Linked DNA regions of Mus musculus: region 1 is linked to region 2. The links are chromatin contacts, called in public promoter capture Hi-C maps. All regions are on one chromosome and are shown on one strand. Each heading gives the region's core, a stretch centred on a gene start, on an enhancer-like site or on the middle of the called end of the contact. The rest is flanking DNA. Distances are from core to core; before and after follow the strand shown. Region 1 holds the start of Kntc1 (kinetochore associated 1). Region 2 holds the start of Gpn3 (GPN-loop GTPase 3).

Evidence for each region. Promoter capture Hi-C pulls out the DNA fragments that hold promoters and counts their contacts.
Region 1: a contact with region 2 is called in a promoter capture Hi-C map of erythroid cells, with 5 times the contacts expected there. The contact joins the promoter of Kntc1 here to the promoter of Gpn3 in region 2. A contact is called at or near these places in 4 of 39 promoter capture datasets (erythroid cells, liver and pre-B cells), 1 of 115 datasets of contacts at active chromatin or transcription factors (large pre-B cells) and 1 of 9 other capture datasets (adipose tissue).

The regions. Positions count from the first base shown.
Region 1 is chr5:123,748,333-123,751,996 of GRCm38.p6, reverse strand. It overlaps Kntc1 (kinetochore associated 1), which reads right to left and starts at 2,271. Exons shown (of 64, transcript NM_001042421.1): 1 at 2,173-2,271. Rsrc2 (arginine/serine-rich coiled-coil 2) reads left to right here and starts at 2,583. Exons shown (of 10, transcript NM_001005525.2): 1 at 2,583-2,708. The coding sequence starts at 2,703.
Region 2 is chr5:122,370,971-122,374,870 of GRCm38.p6, reverse strand. Gpn3 (GPN-loop GTPase 3) reads right to left here and starts at 2,363. Exons shown (of 8, transcript NM_024216.2): 1 at 2,215-2,363; 2 at 852-960. The coding sequence starts at 2,262. Fam216a (family with sequence similarity 216, member A) reads left to right here and starts at 2,529. Exons shown (of 7, transcript NM_026883.4): 1 at 2,529-2,988. The coding sequence starts at 2,924.

The DNA.
Region 1 (3,664 bases), core at 1,022-3,521, 1.4 Mb before region 2:
CAAAACACAGCAAACAAAGTGAAGAGGAATGTACTTGTCTAGCACACATGTTCATCTCTAAGACATTATAAACACTGCACAGTATCGCAAGCCTGTGATTCCAACACGCAGGAGACAGAGACAGGAGGCCTACAAGTTCAAGAACACTACAGTGTACGAAAGAACAGTTTTTGGCTTTTGGCTCTTTAAACATTGAGCCTTGATCAGAGAACTTGGTCTTGGCTAATTTATTTCTCTCACAACCTTCCCATCCGTCCCGAGCTTTCCTTTCAGGAACCCAGTAACCCAGGCTGCTGGTGGCTACAATTTTCTAATTTTTTTTTAATGTGCATTGATGTTTTGCCTGCATGCATGTCTGTGTGAGGGCATCAGATACCCTGGAACTAGAGTCACAGACAGTTGTGAGCCACCCCATGGGCACTGGGAATTGAACCCTCGTCCGCTGGAAGAGCAGACAGTGCTCTTAACCGCTGAGCTATCTCTCCAGCCCCAATTTTAATCTTTAAAATAGTAATATAGGGCTGGCAAGATGGTTGTTATAAGGGTGAAGTTTGATGCCAAACCTGACTGGCAATATGAATTCCATTAAGAATCCACATGGTTGGCGGGTGTGGTGGTGCACACCTTTAAATCCCAGCACTCAGTAGGCAGAGGCTGACAAATCTCTGTGAGTTTGAAGCCAGCCTGGTCTACAAAGCTAAGGCTATATAAAGAAACTCAAGACACAAAATTTAAAAATTAAAAAAAGAAGCAACAAAGTTGAAGAACGAACTGCATGAATGTTATCCTCTGACCTATGAATGTACACACACAATAAATGTAAAGAAAATATACGTATACATGTAGGAGCATAATGTAGACAGGCATCGTGGCAAACACCCATAATCTCAGCATGCCAAAGGCGAAGACAGAAGAATAATTTCAAATTTGGGGAACCTTGGTCTGGTCCAAGCTTGTATTGCAAGATCCTGTCCACACACACAGAGTGGGAGGGGAATGTTGGAGTTAGCTAAAACTAAGGCTGTTTTGAAGGAGTTTTGTGTGTGTGTGTGTAGCCTAGAACTCACTGTATGGACCAGGCTGACCACAAACTCAGATATCCTTTTGCCTCTGCCACCTGAGTGCTGGGATTAAAGGTATGCGACATCTCTGCCTGGCTTGAAGGGTTGTTTGTTTGTTTGTTTTGTTTTGAATAACTTTTTCTTTTGAGTCAGCCTCTCACTGTGTAACTAAAGGTCTTGATCCTAACTTGAACTCAGGATCGTCCTACCTCAGCTCTAGACTCCTGGGATTTCAGTCAAGAGCTATCACGTCCTGCTTGTTCTGGGTTTTGATGGTTCCTGGGACTCTATTTGAATTGTCTGATAATATGCTATCTGGAAGCAGATAACATTTGGGCTAGGAATGTAATGAATAAAGGAAAAGAGCTCCTGCTAAGAACATAACACGACTTTAAATCCCAGCACTCAGGAGGCAGAGGCAGGTGGATCTCTGAGTTCTGAGCCAGACTGGCCTTTAACCTAGTACTTGGGAGGCAAAGACAGGACAAAGCTCTGTGAGTCTGGACTCAGACCACAGGCTAGACCAGTTATTCAGCACTCTACCAACTGACTTAACATTCCCAACCCTGAGGTTTATAGTCTTGAGGGAACAACAACGACAAAATGGTTGAACACTGTGTCAAGTATTTGGGTTTTTTTGGTTTTGGTTTTTTTTTTTTTTTTTTTTTTTTCCTTCGAGACAGGGTTTCTCTATGTAGCCCTGGCTGTCCTGGAACTCACTCTGTAGACCAGGCTGGCCTCGAACTCAGAAATCCGCCTGCCTCTGCCTCCGGAATGCTGGGCTGGGATTAAAGGCGTGCGCCACCACTGCCCCGTTTAAGACTACACTTTCTTCTGGTGAAAGAGAGCAAACAGGTGATAAACAGATTTTGACATCACCGAGTGCGGAAAAAAAACAGACGAGCCAATACAAGGTCATGAATCAGATGAAACACTATCGATGAAGCTATATCCACGAAAACTCAGACGGCCTGCCATCTAGAATCCTCTCTAATTTTTTTCTCCCGCCATCATCTAGAGATCGATAAAACCCAGAGACGGACTGAAGCCCCCTGCTGGTTCCACCTAACACTCCTCCCGCTCCCATCGAGCCGCAAGGCTGACGTCTCACCTGCAGCAGCTGACGAAATTAAAAAGAGAATTCTCAAGTGTCTCACACTTCTTCCCGACGGACACAACCGCCCCTACTCATTTTACCTTCCCTGCCACTGATTTGAATTGGCGGGAGAATACCGTGCTCAACCCCTTTTACGGAGGCCGGAGCAGGCCAAACTTGGCTCAAAATTGAGCGCGGAAACCGCCCCGCCCTAAACTAAATTGAATTCCCGATACCGAGCATCCATTCTGGGAGGTATCCTTGGCCCCACCCACTTCGTAGGCTTCACGCCACGCCCTTCGAGAGACTAACCAATCACCGCCTCGAACCGCGTTGTTATAGAAACTCTTATCGCCACCCACTTTTTCTCCCAGCAAGCTGCGCGCCTGGCCCGGCCTCATCCCCTTTTTTTTTTTTTTTTTTTCTTGTGCCATCCGGGTCTCTCGCGCAAGAGATTCAGTCTGTGGCGAAGCTTCGAGGCGGCCAGTACTGTTGAGTGCGGGCAAGCAGAGGCGCCGCCTTAGCGGCCGGGACTCAAAAAAATAATGGCGGTAGGTACTAAGTGGAGCTCGAAGGCCAGGCTGGGTTTTTTGTTTGTTTGTTTCTTTAACACAGAGTGGGCGACCAGCTCATCAGGGCTGTTGTCCGTGCCTGTGTGTGGACAAGATGGCGCCGCGGCCGCTCGCTGCGCTCGCCATCATGGCTTCCTGCTGCAGGGAGGGGGAGGTAAGGCCGTCTGGCTGGGGGTGGGGAGCCGCAGGGAATGGCTTGGTTTTTTCTTTCCCTCTCCAGAACTTTCCTCATCATTTTCCCTGACCCAGTATTTCTCCAGAAGCCCACCGAACTGTGGGGTTTAGCTCTTTGACCCAGACTGGTGTTAGGCTTTGCGTTTCCTAAGGCTTCTGCGTTCATGCTTGGCGCTTTATCGCATTTGACCGGAAAGGAAAAAAAGACCAGAAGTATCCTCTGGGACGCATCGGGTCAAAAGGCAGGCTCCTTAAGGCGCAGTGTAGGAGGACACAGTCTTTTTATTTGTTTGTTTATTTATCTTTGAGCGATCCCTCAGTGATAGGGCTACTTCTAGTTTTGCGAACCTTATTGGTTGAAACTGGGATTCACTTAAAGAGGGGAAAAAAAAGTCTATCTAGTTCCAGTCCCTTATGTTTTAAAGCGATTTATGAGGTTTTTTTTTGGGGGGGGTTGGTTTTTTTTTGTTTTTTGGGGTTTTTATTTTTGAGGCATGGTTTCTCTGTAGCCCTGGCTGTCCTGAAACTCGCTCTGTAGGCCATGCTGCCCCCGAACTCCGAAACCTTTGAGAACCGCAGCATTGTTTAAGACCCCCTTCCTGAACCAAATGGAAGCCGTATCTAAGAGACCTGAACAGGAAGCCTGCCCTGGATATATACTATGCTCATTGCTAATGAATCATATTAGCCTGTGATAATTTGTTTCTGGTTTTCGAAAGAAAATATTCTTGTAAGCATTCTGTATTTCCTTTTACTGACAG
Region 2 (3,900 bases), core at 1,114-3,613:
CTGTCTGTCTGTCTGTATGTGTGTATGTATGTACGTATGTGTGTGTCTGTATGTATGTACGTATGTATGTGTGTCTGTATGTATGTACGTATGTATGTGTGTCTGTATGTATGTACGTATGTATGTGTGTATGTATATAGCTGATGGCTCAAACATTTGCACCGTCATCTCAGTGAGCAGCTTCTGTTTGAGGATTACTATTTTTAATTAAAAAACAAAAAAAGCTTTGTTTTGTTTCACTGAGCAGAGGTGACAAATGTGTACTACCTCACTTGGTTTTATGTGGTGCTGAGGGTAAAACCCAGGGCTTCACATACCCTAGGCAAGCACTCCACCACCAAGCCCCAGCCCAGCCCTGAGCCTCACCTTTTTAAATTTTTTTTATTTTCTGGTTTTTCGAGACAGGGTTTCTCTGTGTAGCTCTGGCTTTCCTGGAACTCACTTTGTAGACCAGGCTGGCCTTGAACTCAGAAATCCACCTGCCTCTGCCTCCCAAGTGCTGGGATTAAAGGCGTGTGCCACCATGCCCGGCTGAGCCTCACCTTTTTTAAGCCAGCACAGGTGCTATTTACTGTGGACAAACCATCTTACCCCCAACTCACCAGAGTAAGCAACAAGGGGACCAGAGGGAAAGGCAGGGAGGCAGGAGCCCGCTCACCTTAGAGTCTCCCAGCAAAGACCAGAAAAGGAGGCCATGGCATCCACACCCACAAACACCACCATGAAATGGCCCGTGGCCTCATCTTGCTCCTCCTCACCCCGGGGCTGAGCACGTGAATAACTGAGCAGCCGGCTTCCAGTGCCTTCTGAGCTTTACGGTGCCTGAAGAAGGTGGCCCTGCCGGGACTTACCGGCCATGACAGGGTAGTTGAAGTGTTCTGCCGCCGGGTCCAGGTTGACCACCTGGACAGATCGGTTGAGGGCTTCACAGTGCTGAACCATGGTGGAACAGTAGGTGCTCTGTAACGTGACAAGGTGGGGGGTTAGCACCCAAGGCAGTAGCGTACCGCCCTCCACATGCCCAGACAATTCTCCCCTCTCTGAGCCAGTGTCCACCCAAGCCAAACTGCACCTCCAGGGAAACCCTGGGAAGGCGATGAGACCAGAGCTGCAGATCTAGATGCAGGGCGTGGGCTCAGGATGTTTCTTTAACACAGTCTACAAATTAACGTAGGTTACAGAAATGACCTCCTCCACGCTCCACGCTTCCTTTTGACAGCCTGTTCTCTCTACCTAGGACAGCCCCACCATACAGATGCACTGTAACTGACAGGTGAGCTGTGTACCTTCCAGATCAGATGACAGGCCCTGTGGAGTCACACAGCCATCTCTAGTACTCTGAATATTGTATTTATTAAATATTAAAATGATACAAACACCTCTATAGACTCTAGGCATCCCTCAAATGTCACCATTGCCGTTTCTACTGTGCTTAAGTGTCCTTAGCATCATTCTCTTAATATGTACACAAAGAAACACTGTATCACACAAAAAAAATAAATATAAAAACTAGAGCCAGGCAGTGGTGGCAGACGCCTTTAATCCCAGCACGTGGGAGGCTGAGGCAGGCGGATTTCTGAGTTCAAGGCCAGCCTGGTCTACAGAGTGAGTTCCAGGACAGCCAGGGCTACACAGAAAAACCCTGTCTCAAAGGAAAAAGAAAAAAATGCCCACAAACAGTGCATATCTACAAACTTATCTGAAACCCATACTCCAAACTTCTGAGAAAAAGGGAAGAAAAGACCCCATACTGGGTGCGTGGCAGGGGGCCTTGTCTGGAATTAGACAGGGGAAAAAAAACCAAAAAAACAAAAAGACCAACAACCCAGACTCAGATTCCGGGGCGGACCTAAGTAAGCGTATGATTTTGAACAAAATAAACCTTTCTGTGTTTGTAATCTGTAGAATGGGTATAGGATCAAGCACACAGAATGGATATGAAGACACCTGGAACGACCAGGGCAGTTCCTGGAGCAAAGGTGTCCTGCAGCTCTGTCTGGGTGCTGGACAGAACTGAAGTCTTTTGGGAGGACAGAACAAGCTCTTGAGCGCTCAGCCCTCTCTCAAGCCGCTCAAGAGCTATTAAAGCTGCTATCACTCCCAGACAAACAAAAAAAAAAAAAAAAGCAAGGTACAAGCAGAGAGCAGGAAGCCGTATACCCAGGGTTTCCCCGGAGCCCAGCCACCCACGCACCGCAGCTCCTCCAGGCTCACCTTCCCGCTGCCCGCGGGGCCCATGACGAGCTGCGCATATCGAGGCATGCCGCCTCTCCGGGGGTTTCACACACAGCCGACGGCCACACTCCCTTCAGCCTTCGCGCGACAGCCACGGCGTTCCGGGGAATGTGCGTAGGAGCCAATCGCAACCACAGATCGCTCGTTCAGCACGGGTATTTACTACACCATAGACTACGGAGCGTCCCCAGGGCCAAAATGCCTTCCGAAACGCGTGCCGTGCTCAGAGAGGAGGCGGGGACACGAGTTCGTTCACGCGTGCGCAGAGAGAGAAAGAGAAAGAGCCGAGAGCCGTTATCGGTTGGGCCTCCGGCGAAGGCGGTTGCCTAGGTGATAGCGGATCGCGAATTACGCTCCGCGCCCCCGGGCCGCAGCACCGGTGCTTGGGTTTGACACATAGGGTGACAACCGAAGGTCTGCAGGTCCTCTGAGGGTCTAGAATACTGAGGTGGATAAGGAATACTTGCTTTAGGGTGCGTGTGGATGGATTTGCCCTGACGCGTCCTTGTCAGCGAGAGATGCCCAGGCGCAGGAGCCTGGTTACCTGAGGTTCCTCCGCCCTCGGGTCTACAGCTCCAGGAACTCGGGTCTTCCTCCGCACCATCCGGCGGCCACTTGAGCAGGGTCGGAGTGGGGAGAGCCGGAGGCCGCCGACTCAGAGCCGGTGTGGTGCACGCGTGTGGACGGGATGCCGAGCCGTTGGCCCGGGGTCGCGGGGCCGCCCGCCTTGGCCCGGACGGAAGGCGGTGAAGGGTGAGGCGGCCTTGGGAACCCCTGCCGAGGAGGCGCGAGACGGGGGGGGGGGGGGGGGGGGGGGGAGCGGGCTCTAGCGGGGCTCGGCTGCCGAGGCGGCCTCGGAGCAGGACAGAGACTGAGCTTTCGGGCTCCTAACCTGGCGGGGAGCCGAGGGTCCAGCCGCCTCGGGCCTGGGAAGGTTTTAACTGTCCCCTAGATGGCTGAGGACAGTTGACTTCTGATATCACAGCTGGATGCCATGCTTCCCTGTCCCCCTCCTGGCCTCCTTCCTTAAAAAAATCAAGAGGCGGGATGACTGGGATCCAACTAGGCCCACAATCATGGCTCTTGTAGAATCTGAATCCGTGGCCATGAAATAAAAATATATTTATGTTTATTAAGTACATTATTATTAAATGTACATTTTATTGTAAATATATATTTGGTGCTAAGACTTTTTTTTTTTTTTCCCCGAGACAGGGTTTCTCTGTGTAGCCCTGGCTGTCCTGGAACTCACTGTAGACCAGGCTGGCCTGAACTCAGAAATCCACCTGCCTCTGCCTCCCGAGTGCTGGGATTAAAGGCGTGTGCCACCACTACCCGGCTACAGGAATCAATTTCATTTTTTGAAAAAAGTAAAAAGACCAGATCCATGATTGGAAACAATTAACAAACCAGCGTACTAGTTCCAGCACAACGTAATTGTTCTTTCCAGGACAGAAATTACTTCTATTAAAGAACAAGAAAGATATCATGTGGCTAAGTACAGGAACCAAGCAAACTACAGGCTTGATCTCACTGTAGAATTAGACTAGGACGCTATGAGACCAGATTTACCTAAGTCCTTTCTGGTAAAGTAAATATTAGACTAGGGATCCAGCTTGGTGGTAGTAGAGCACTTGTATAGTGTTGGTTAGCCCTGAGTTCTAT